Regions from separate parts of the Acanthopagrus latus genome. Here region 2 is linked to region 1. A link is a contact called in public Hi-C data. All regions are on one chromosome and are shown on one strand. The core of a region is the stretch at or near the end of the contact, and the rest is flanking DNA. Distances in the headings are between cores, read along the strand shown. Region 1 holds the start of LOC119012517. Region 2 holds the start of LOC119012031.

Region 1 (5,527 bases), core at 1,465-3,964:
GGCGTAGGAAACGCCATCTTCAGGTTCCACCTACACAGAGAAGATAACATACTGCAATGACTGCTCAGTCCAGATAGGGTAATCAACATCACTTACACAATTTCCTCTTTTCTTTGCTGCAGAACGGTTAGACTCTCTGAGTTTAAAAACATAACTGTGTGTCTCATACTGCTACCTTTTTGAAGAAAAAACTATAAATAACAGTGAGTCTAACACTGCACTGCGATGAAGTGCGTGATCTCACCATGTCCTGACTGATTTCCACAGAGGGCTGAGTCACTGCCGGGTTCAACTTCTGACCCTGGGGAAACACAGTCCATTACAGTTTTCCATTTACATCAGTGGACACTTATTATAGCACATATGTTAACACTTTATCATAAGGTCCTTGTACCAAGTGTTAATAGATAAAATAGGCAAGTGAATGGACAGATTATGCAACAACAGGCCCATGGACGCATACATTTGTAAAACCTACCACCTTTTTTCTACAGGAGAAATACAGATTGAACGAGACATAGTGTCTCTTTTGCAGCTGTTTTGTGTCTCCCTAGTTTTTTGTCTCTTTCTGTAGTTTTGTGTCTCTTTGTGGAACGTTCATGCCTCTTTGTAGTTGCGTCTGTCCTGTTCTGTCCTTTTTATCCTGTGTCTTTTTGTAGCTGTGCATCCCTTTGTACTTGTTTTTGTCTTTTTATATTCATTATGATTTCCCTTTGTAGTTGTTTTGAGTCTTTCTGTAGATTTTTCATGTTTCTTAGTAGTAGTTGTGTGTCTTTTTGTAGTATTGTGTCTCTCTGTGGTACTTTTTTGTCTCTTTGTAGTTCCATATACCTTTGTGGTAGTTGTGTGTCCCTCAGTCCTTTTTTTTTTGTCTCCGTATGGCAGTTGTATCTCTCTCTATAGTAACTTCCTCTCTTTAGTTGTTTCGTGTCTCTTTGCCGTCATTCAAATATAGCTAGGGTCTGTAACCAGTTGGTAATATAACTGCTATTATTATTATTTATCTAAATAATAATAATAATAAGTGTGATTATGACTTATAAAGGCCGTATCACCTAACTGACACTTATTACAAGGACCTTTAGATAAAGTATTAATGCACACGCTGTGTGCTTGCGGGGAATTCACATATCAATCTCGCCGAACTTTGCTGTTGCAGTGGTGTCAGTTAACCTCACAGCTGTATAAACATTTGGTTATTAAGGTTTCAGACTCACAGTGTTGTCATTCTTCTGTGTTTTGTTCCCTGAAAAGACAAAATCGACTTTAGTTTCCACTCCAAAACTACAGGTTGATCCATCAGTTTGATCTTAAAATGCTCTCACCTTTGGCCGTCTTCCATCTGATGACAGCAACAGCGATTATTAAGAGCGCTGCAAAACCCACAGCCACGATGATGACCCACCACCAGTCTGGAAGGAGAGTCAAAACTTTATATTTTGACTGCCAACTAACAAATAAGCAGAGAGAGAAAGACCAGGAGAGTTACCTACCTGTGAAACCAGGGGAGCCATTTTCTTGAGTTGCTTTAGTGCCGTTTACTGACAGATGAATATCGTATGAAATAATAAAACACAACATAAAGTGAAAAAACTACCTCATGTTTAGTGCATGAAGAGTCTTAATGGGAAATGTTAATATGATCTTAAAACTTAAAATTCATTCAATACACCAAGTGTAGCTACCTGAGTTAACTTTCCACAGCAGCGTCTGTCCACTCTGATCATCTGTCACTTCACACTCAGGTGACTTGTGATAGTTTGACTTGTGATTAAGATGAGGAGGTTTATATGTCAACCTGGCAGAACAGGTAAGTGTTACTGTCTCCACTCCATCCATATTATCATCATACAGCCACTTCACTGTGTGTCCACATCCAGTATATGTCAACACAGAGCAGGTCAAGGTGTCTCTGTCATCCCCCTGTAGTTTCTCCACTAGTGAAGATGAGACAAGACGACAAGAATAAAATAAACCTCATCACTGTGATCATTAGTTTTGTAATGTTTGGTATTTTGTTCTAACAAAACAGTTTGATTTAAAAACATAAAGATTTAAATACTCACCGTTAACAACAGACAGATAAACCAGAGCATCTTCACCTTGTTGTTTTCCTGATTTGTTGAACTGTCTGCAGGTGTAACGACCAACATCCTCCACTGAGATATTTTTAATAACCAGAGAACAGCTCTCTGTCACGCTCAGTCTGTCTGATCTAGATTTGGGAATCTCACTTTTACTGATCTGTCCAAGATTTACCAGCTGTTTTGCTGATTCCCCAGAACGACTGGCAAGCCAAGAGGTACTGTTACATTTGTCCCGAGTTTTGATCACATTGTCACAAGGCAAAGTGACTTCATCTCCAACTCTGGCAGTGACGGAGGTGTGATTCAGTCCAGTTACTGCTGCTGAAGATGACAGATAAGCATGAAAAATGAACTGTGATAGGAACTCATGTGTGAGGACAACAGCAAACGCTCTCTATACAAGAATCCACTCAACACACAATGTTGGAAACAGATAGCAAAAGCTCCATGAACACTATTAGTGATGTTTTAGATCATTTTATTTCTTCTGTATGTTCTTACCTGTAAGCAGGAGCGGCAATATTGCAAATAAAGACGTTTTAATCCATCTGAACTGAACCATGTTGCTCCTCTCTCGCTCTCTTGTTCCCACGCCCTGAAGTGTCAAAATGTCTGAGCCAACGCTTCTTCGAGAGAGGCGCAGCATTCACTTCCTCTTATGGGTGAAGTGTGACTTCCCTTTAGTGACCAAAGAACCTATGAAAGAAAGACGGATCACTCTGTCACTGTTTTCTGTGCACCTATCACACTGATGAGAGAGCAACTCCATTACCGGTCACCCCTTTCTGTTTCGCAGGTTATTACCTGGATGATGGAGGCATCAAACTAATGTTTCATTGGTTTGCAGGGCATTCAAGGGCAGATGAACACCCTTCCACTTCCCATTTTGTTGTTATGGTGACCAGACCTTAGGTGTTAGCCACGAGTAATTTGATCGTGGCAGAGACAAATGAGTCATATGTCAATTCTCTGAAGCATGCTCTTACATTTTGTAGAGGCATTTACACAGCAAGGGTCATACCATGTAGATATGTTGGGTTTTATTCAGCTTGTCCCATAAACTATATAGAACTGGCACCTGAATCTGACTCCAATATGCTGATGACATTATGTCCTTTCATTCGTTCAGAGGTTCCTTGACAGTGACCTTTGGCGCCCCTGCTCCAGGCCTGAACACCTCCATCTCCCGGCGGTCCAGAGCTCTTGGTCCAGAGCTGAAACCATCTCACCTCGTCTGCCAGCTAATAGGAACGATAGCTTTAGCTGCTATCTATACTAACTGGCTGTAACTTCTCACCGAGCTAGCCAGCTGTTCCCCTCGACTGAGCCACCTAAAGGCCATGTTCAAGTGGATGCATGTAGGTCAAGCAGACGCCAACAGGGATTCTTTTTTTTCAACCTCGAGTCATGCAAAGCAGCTGTACACAAAAAATGCCCCATGGTCCGATGCCTGTAGCTGTGCGGTATGGTATATATATATTTAAAAATAGTGTGGTACTTTAGCGGTTTTAGAATTGTTGCTTCCTCATCCCACATATTGCTGTTTCTAAGAAATGAAGGGGAAGTGTTTTGACGTAAATGTGGCCACGACAGCCGCAGAGCTCTGAGGTTATGTCCTCTCATGGCCAAATCTGACTATATAGAACAAACAGAGATCTCTTTGGTGCGCTCTGAACCTGTGTTGAAAACACATCCTGAAAGTTTTGTGATGTTTCAAAAGTGGTAACTAGCTAATCTTCTGTGATCTGGCTGTTCGCATGTTGTTCACAGTCATATCAATGTTTCTGACTCATCTATCCGGTCTGCAGAGTAAAATGTGGTTGTGTTATCAGTATTGGGTGGTTTTTGCAAACCATGGATATGTTAAATTTGTACATTTCATATGCATCATATCAACATTTCTAGAATATGGATCATATTACCTTCAGATTACATGCATATGAGCTGACACTTTTTTTTTTCAATAGTAGGAAGAGGTGATGGTGGCGGTGTGACAGCCACCAAGATGGCTGCCACCACTATCCGTTTCCTGCTTCGACTGACAGAACTGTGGCAACACCAAGCATCTTCACACTGATGTTGTCCTGCTGTCTGCATCATAAACTGTGACCTTTTACAAGTACAAGACTACGCAGGACAGTTAGAAAAGTTTTATCCAAAATTCTGAATGATTATATTTTTTTTACAGAATTTAAGAAAGAATTCAAACCCACACTACAAAATGTACAAAACATAGTAAAAACCTCTGTCAAAGATACACCTTCAACAGCAATTACAGAAATCTTATCTAAATAGTTATGCGGGAAGAAACAGTTGAAAATGGTTCTGCCAGGGTTTTTTTTTTCTCATTTTCTTATTTGTTCTGAGTTGAAGTCGACGTTGTTGACCGGTGAAGACAGAGGCAGAGGGGCCATCAGCATTGTCATAGCTCACTGAGACGACGTCTTCATCATGATGCACCTGTGTAGAGCAAAACAAAGATCGAGTCGAAAAAGGGCCCCAGACTCCCAGATGATATTTAGAAACCGGACAACAAATCTTCAACTCACAGTGTCGTCATCAGGCGCTCTCCGGTTCCCTGGGAAATAAAGCACAGAGTAACATTTCAGCTGTAAACTGACACTTTGTGTTCATCAGTCCAAACAGATGCTGGTGTGAATTTTCTTACCTGGAGCTCTGATGAGAAGAACAGTAATCACAGTAATCAGGACGAGTTCAGCCACACGCAGAACCAACATGATGTAGTCGACAACAGAACAATCTGTACGAGCTGTGGAGCACAAACATCATGTCAGAGAACAAGGTTTTAGAGTTAAATAAAAAAGAGCATACAGATTTTCATTTTCCAGTTTGAAAGAAAACTATTATTGTGATGACATTTATACTATTTATAGCAAAATACATCCTGTTGTTTTTTTTTTTACACACCTGCTGTGGAGCAGGAAAAACTGTTTCTTCAATCTGTAAAATGTTCAGTGTCTGCGCAGCCTTCTGACTTTCTTATGCCATCGAATTTGATGTTTTTGTTGTCATGTCAGGACGAATTGATTGTACACGGCTCATTACTGGAACTCACCTGGTTTCTCACCTGAAGTCTGAGAGCCGAATGTGAACAGCTGAACTTGTTTAGTGTAGGTGTCCATCACTTTACATAGGAACAACTCGAGATGGTCGGACTTTTGATGTAAACGCATGAGAGTCACACTGGCTGAAGCGTCCGACTGTGATGTTTTTACATCGCTGCTGTTGTTTGTGTCCACGTTGTGATCCACATGCAGCCACTCGACTGTGTGTCTGTGCTTTTTCCATATCAATTTGTGAAGTGAGAGATGAGTATTAAGAAAAAAATATTCTATGAAGGACTCGCCCTCTTAATGAAATGGATTGATTAATAACGATTAAAAACTTTTATTTGTAAATTGCCTTTCAAAACCAGAGTC
Region 2 (5,527 bases), core at 1,230-3,729, 350 kb before region 1:
GGTTTCTTTCCTGATGACTGAAGTCTGAAGGGAAACAGCTGTTTTTTGTTTCCATCAGTCACTTTACACTCGTAAAGTGACTGAGTTCTCTGAAAGGTCACAGAGGCAGAACAGAGAGACTGTGATGTCTTCACTTCTTGTTTAACTTTCACCACCTCTTTACCCTCATACAGCCACTTCACTGTGTGTTTACATGGTCCATATGTCCACACAGAGCAGATTAATGTCACCTCATCATGGTTCTGATGTTCAGTCACTGGTGAAGATGGAGATATTGTGAGAGAAAGACAACAAGAGTCAAATGAACTTCATCACTGTGATCATAATTATTGTAATGTTTCACAGTTTGATCTGAAAACACGATGATGTAAATACTCACTGGAGACAACAGACAGATGAACCACAGAGTCTGGAGAACTTTTTGGAGCTCCTCTATATTCATACTGCTCACAGATGTAACGACCAACATCCTCGACTGTGACCTTCTTTATAACCAGAGAACATTTCTCTGTAACACTCAGTCTGTCTTTAGCTTTGACATCTTTACCAATCTGTCCAAGTTCAACCAGCTCTACTACTTGTTTGCTTCCTAAACCACTGAAGGTCCAGGTAGTGCTGTTACATTGTTGCTGAGGCTTTATCACATTGTCACAAGTCAAAGTGACGTCATCTCCAACTGTGACAGTGAAGGAGGCTGGAAGGTTTTCAGCTGCTCCTGTTTACAAGATCAGAGAAAAATATGGAAAATAAACTAAAATGAGAACAAATCTGTGATATTTCTTTATCCTTGTTTCTAAAAGTTCACTAAACTCACCATGTTGTAAACAAACAACACATTTTGTTGTCTTACTTCAATCAAATATATCTAATAAAGTACATTATTGCAATGCACCTTCCATTTCTATATGTGATAAACGTCTTCTTACCTGTGAACTGAAGCATCGCTGTCACAAATAAAGACATTTGAATCCATTTGAACTGGACCATCATGATTCTCTGTCTCTCTCCTTCTTCTGTCTCTCTTCTTATGATCATCTGAGTTTCTAAAGTCGTGCTTTAGTCGAGAGAAGCTGCACCTACTTCCTGTGGTTCATATGATGTCACTTCCTCAGTCTTAATTTTAGTCTGTTTTATAAATGTCACAGTTTCCACTTCAACAGGTTTGAAATGTATTTTTGTCTCATCCACAGTGACTGACAGCAACCACAAACTCTTGATCAGCAACATGAGATGCAGCCATCAGTGAAGAGGTCAGAGGTCAGAGGTCACAGCAGCATCACAAAGATCCTGTGAAACTGGAATGAGCCAGTGAAGAAGACAAAGTCACTGATTACAAGACAAAGGAAAATGTTTGAGTCAATCTAACACTGTAACAAACAAACTATATGAAGACTCTTATTGAGTCTCAAGTTCACACTGTGTCCAGTCCCACAGTGTATTTGTGACACTGACGTGTTTCACACATATGTTAGTGGTCTGAGGCCTGTTGGTTCCTCCCTCTTTCTCTGAGCTTGTGTCTCTCAGAGAAGTGAAGGGGAAGTGTTTTGATGAGAATGTGGCTACAACAGCAGCATCAAGCCTCCACAATATGTGTTGCTCAACTGGACAGTTCCAACACTTCACCTGTGGTCTGGAGGTTGTTCATGCTGTATGCTCACTGCAGACACGACTAGTTGGACTTTAAATATGTGTGAAATGTATTGATGTCATTTGAGTTCAGAATACAGATGATATTGATATCAGCTTTAAATTCTTCAGCTGAAAGACGATTTAAGGAAGTGAACAAGATTTCAATGATCTTTCCTGTTAGATGAAGTTGAAATCCAGCTGCTGAGTTCTGAACTGGCTGCAGAAAATCAAGATGTTAACAAGTGATGCAGGAAAGTGTTGAAGCATCAGTTTTCCTGTCATTTATACTTTAACAGAGACACACTGAAAGAATTTCCTCAAGAACTGAAATCTATCAGTCCCTTTTAAGGAAGTAGTGAGAAAGTTATAGGAGCCGAACAAGTGTGACGAAGATCTTCTACAAAGAAAACAACAAGGCAGCAGCAGAGGAGGGAGCTGTGGTTCAGGGTGGAGTTAACTGTGTTAAAAATGTGTTTTCACATCAGTTCACAGACGTTTTACCTGATGCAGTTCATTTCACCTTTCAGTTCATCTAGTGCACCTGTGCTCTCTTGTTTCTTCTAGTGAAGCCTTATAAAACTCTGGGCCTTTCCTTCTGTTGGTGCAGAAAAGAGATCTGAAGTGCAGCGACATCTGGTGGTTTGTAGGACTTACAGCAGCTCTTCAGTCCTGGAGCTGAAGCTCTGCAACACCTCTGTGATTTTAGCTGTTTGTGCAGCAGCTGATTTCACTTAAGAACTGACAAAAATAAAATGATCTAGTTACATTAGCAGAATATCAACACAATATTTCACTGCAGTAAAACTTTGGAATATTTGGCTTCAGAGGCTTTAGAGAATATTCTGTCAAGGAAAACCAGCATTTTGATACTATTCTTTTTAAGTATCCATATTTCTGCTTGAGGACAGACTGTGTGGACTTCTGCCACCTCTGATGTGCTGCTTCTTATCACAGCATCTACTTCCTGTGATAAGTAAGAAGTCACCTCCTGATAATGACCTCAGTATGTTTCCACACCTCAGTTTGCTGTTGAATTTGTGTGTGATGTTAGATTTTTTCACATTTGAACTTTTACATTCAATGAATATTTGAAGATTATTAGTTGATAAATATTTGGGTCGCCTTTTATTTTACAATACACTAATAAGATATAACAAACCATACTTAGTATCAAATTAGACAACTAGAAATAACGGTATCTTAATCAGATGGTAATCAAGAAAATGTATTCTGTAACTAGACACCATATAGCTTACCCAAATTATGCTGAGATCAAAAATGGCATATGAGGTTATTTACCGGTGGTAAATAAGGAAGTCACATGACCTCAGACTGTTTTCTCACCTCAGTTTGGTGTTAAATGTATCTCTGATATCAGCTTCTAGTCTCTCAAATTATTGTTGTAACATTTCAACTTTAAATTTGATGCCTATTTGCAGATTATGTTCTGGATGCCGACAAGATTCAAGCTGACGGGTGAGGAGTCGAACTCCTCGTCCACGAGACTATTCTCAACGTCGCCCCAAATACTGCTTCTCTGTGCATTCTCTTCATGGATGCATTTGTATGTTATTTGCAAGAGTTCAGAGCGAACAGGTGTCAGATATAGTCCTCCCTTCTACCCTAGTTACATATCTGTTTCCTGTGTCCTTTATGTCACCTGTGGTCCGGACCCTGCCCGTCTGCCCCGTTCTGCCCCCCATCTGGACCAGCCTAGATCTGCCCCCCTAGCTACCAGCTGTTCTCTCACACAGACTTTTACACCATCCATCTGTTGCCACCCTGTCTGCGCCCGCACCCGAGGGAGAGAGAGACAGAACCACGAAACAAAAACACAAACACCTTGAAAACTGAATATGTCTTTTTTTTTATTATTTGCATGAGTGCATGAGTAAGAAAAGATTGTTTGTTAAAGCTCAAAGTCCAAAATGCATAAATTGACATAAATCAAAAATAGATCCTTCTGTAGAAACAAGGAACAAAAGCGAGGCAAAAATATCTGCACCTTAAAGAAAAACCTTAAATCTTAAAGGAACAGTTCACAAAAAATAAGAAGTTCAGTCATCATGTACTCATCCTCGTGTTGATGGAAAGTCAGGTGAAGTTTCGTAGTCCACCAAATATTTCCGGTGCTTCACAGCAAAACAGCATTGCAGCGCTCCTCTGAATAACTTAAGCAGATGGGGACTTGTTTCAAAATGTAAAAATGACATTATCTGACGTAATCCTAGTGTCTAGAAGTCTGGAGATCCCAAAGTGACTTCTAAAGACATTTGCATTGCCATTTTATTTAATTTTTCTCTGTTTTAAAACAAGTCCCCATCTGCTTCAGTTTAGGACAATGCTGCAGCTCTGTATGGCTGTGAAGCTCCTGAAATGTTTGATGTTCTATGAAATTTCATCTCACTTTACAATGGCGCAAGGGTGAGTATGTAACGACTGGATTTGCCATTTTTTTGGATGACGTGTTCCTTTTAAACTCAAACAAGCAGCTGCGATGTAAAGCAAAAATCTACTTACAGCAGTGAAGCAAATTAAGAGAAACGGTGTGGAATTTATTCGACATGTGAAATCGACTGCCTGAAGGAAAGTACTGACAGAAAGTTGTACATGTCATGTTAAAACATGACCGACCAACTGCCATGTGATAGGACACAGCGGCGTGTCGGTGGTTGATCAGTCATTGGTTCCTGTTTGCAGCTTTAATTTGCAGTGAAAGAATCTTGGGTAAGCTTTTGGCACACATTTTGGCAGCTGTTATTCTCACTTTGTTAAGCCGAGAAGAGAGATAACATAATCAAATTCTCAATCCGTCACGTTAGATGTTGCGTTTCTTAGCTGACCTCTTTTTTTTTTTTTGGTTTGTTGACCGAGGCGTAGGAGTCACAGGGCACGGTGGAGGCTGCGCGAGACAAGGAGGAAGCTCTCCCTGTGCTGTAGGTGGCGGCGTCAACTTCATGACCATCGTCACCCCAAACCTGCAAGGACAGACCAGAACACGTGAATGACGCACAGTCAGACTTGACGCAGCATAACCTCGTTGGAGCTCCGGAACCCTGTCGCAAGAACAAATGCTGGCGGGGCACACAGCCTAAAACTGTCCTGAGGTCTTGTTAAAACCATGCGTTCATTCAGCATCACTGCAATCATCTGTCAGACAAGCTTACCTGTCGACGGTTGGTGTTCCTGGCGTAGGGTAAGTTGGCGTAGAGAACACCATCTTCAGCCTGCACAGAAAACAAAATGGCTGCAGAGTAGCATGCAGATTTATACTGAATTCTATTCAACCCTGTGATAGGAATCGATTCTTCTTCTCTCTAGCGGGGGTCTTAACCATCAGTACGTCTCAAGCACATTTTATAGACCTTCACAGTTACACTGTACAAAGTGAACCACCAAAAAATACAAACCCTGCTTCAGTTTATAAAATATGTGTATAAATGTTTAATTATCCAGTTGTAAGACTCACCATGTGTTCATCAGTCGGCAGTTTGTTCCCTGAAAAGACAATTGACAAACGAGTTTAGTGTCCATGGTAACCGGGCAATAAGCCGGGTTCAGCACGACTTCCTGTTCACAACAGTTTGGTCTGTGGTTGCTCTCACCTTCAGCTCTCTTCTTTCTGACGACAGCCGCGAGGATCATCAAGAACACTGCTAAACCCACAGACACAACGATGAACAGGTACCAGCCTGGGAAAAGAATTCGCAAGCCTTACTTTTGATCAGAATAAACAAAGGGTGTCTCTCTGTGCATTCGGTCACTACCTTCCTGTTTCACTCCATCGCTGTGGTTTGCAGATGCGGTTGAGTTCGTCCTGAACGATGTGCTCATCTTCACCGACGTCCACTCATTTCCTGTTGACAGTGATTCATTTGTCATCGGGGACGATGTAGCT

The links. A called contact is a pair of places that touch in the nucleus more often than the background predicts.
Region 2: a Hi-C map of muscle shows a contact between it and region 1, with 17 times the contacts expected there. The contact joins the promoter of LOC119012031 here to the promoter of LOC119012517 in region 1. A contact is called at or near these places in 3 of 4 Hi-C or Micro-C datasets (liver and muscle).

The regions. Positions count from the first base shown.
Region 1 is chr22:6,362,104-6,367,630 of fAcaLat1.1, reverse strand. LOC119012517 reads right to left here and starts at 2,714. Exons shown (of 9, transcript XM_037086426.1): 1 at 2,589-2,714; 2 at 2,067-2,408; 3 at 1,686-1,937; 4 at 1,494-1,541; 5 at 1,326-1,412; 6 at 1,218-1,246; 7 at 245-301; 8 at 1-30. The coding sequence starts at 2,649. It overlaps LOC119012860 (a long non-coding RNA gene), which reads right to left and starts at 4,882. Exons shown (of 3, transcript XR_005072619.1): 1 at 4,756-4,882; 2 at 4,637-4,665; 3 at 4,386-4,547.
Region 2 is chr22:6,715,471-6,720,997 of fAcaLat1.1, reverse strand. LOC119012031 reads right to left here and starts at 2,479. Exons shown (of 7, transcript XM_037085480.1): 1 at 927-2,479; 2 at 380-715; 3 at 1-256. The coding sequence starts at 1,035. It overlaps LOC119012600, which reads right to left. Exons shown (of 8, transcript XM_037086580.1): 4 at 5,397-5,486; 5 at 5,235-5,321; 6 at 5,099-5,127; 7 at 4,797-4,856; 8 at 3,234-4,607. The coding sequence ends at 4,464.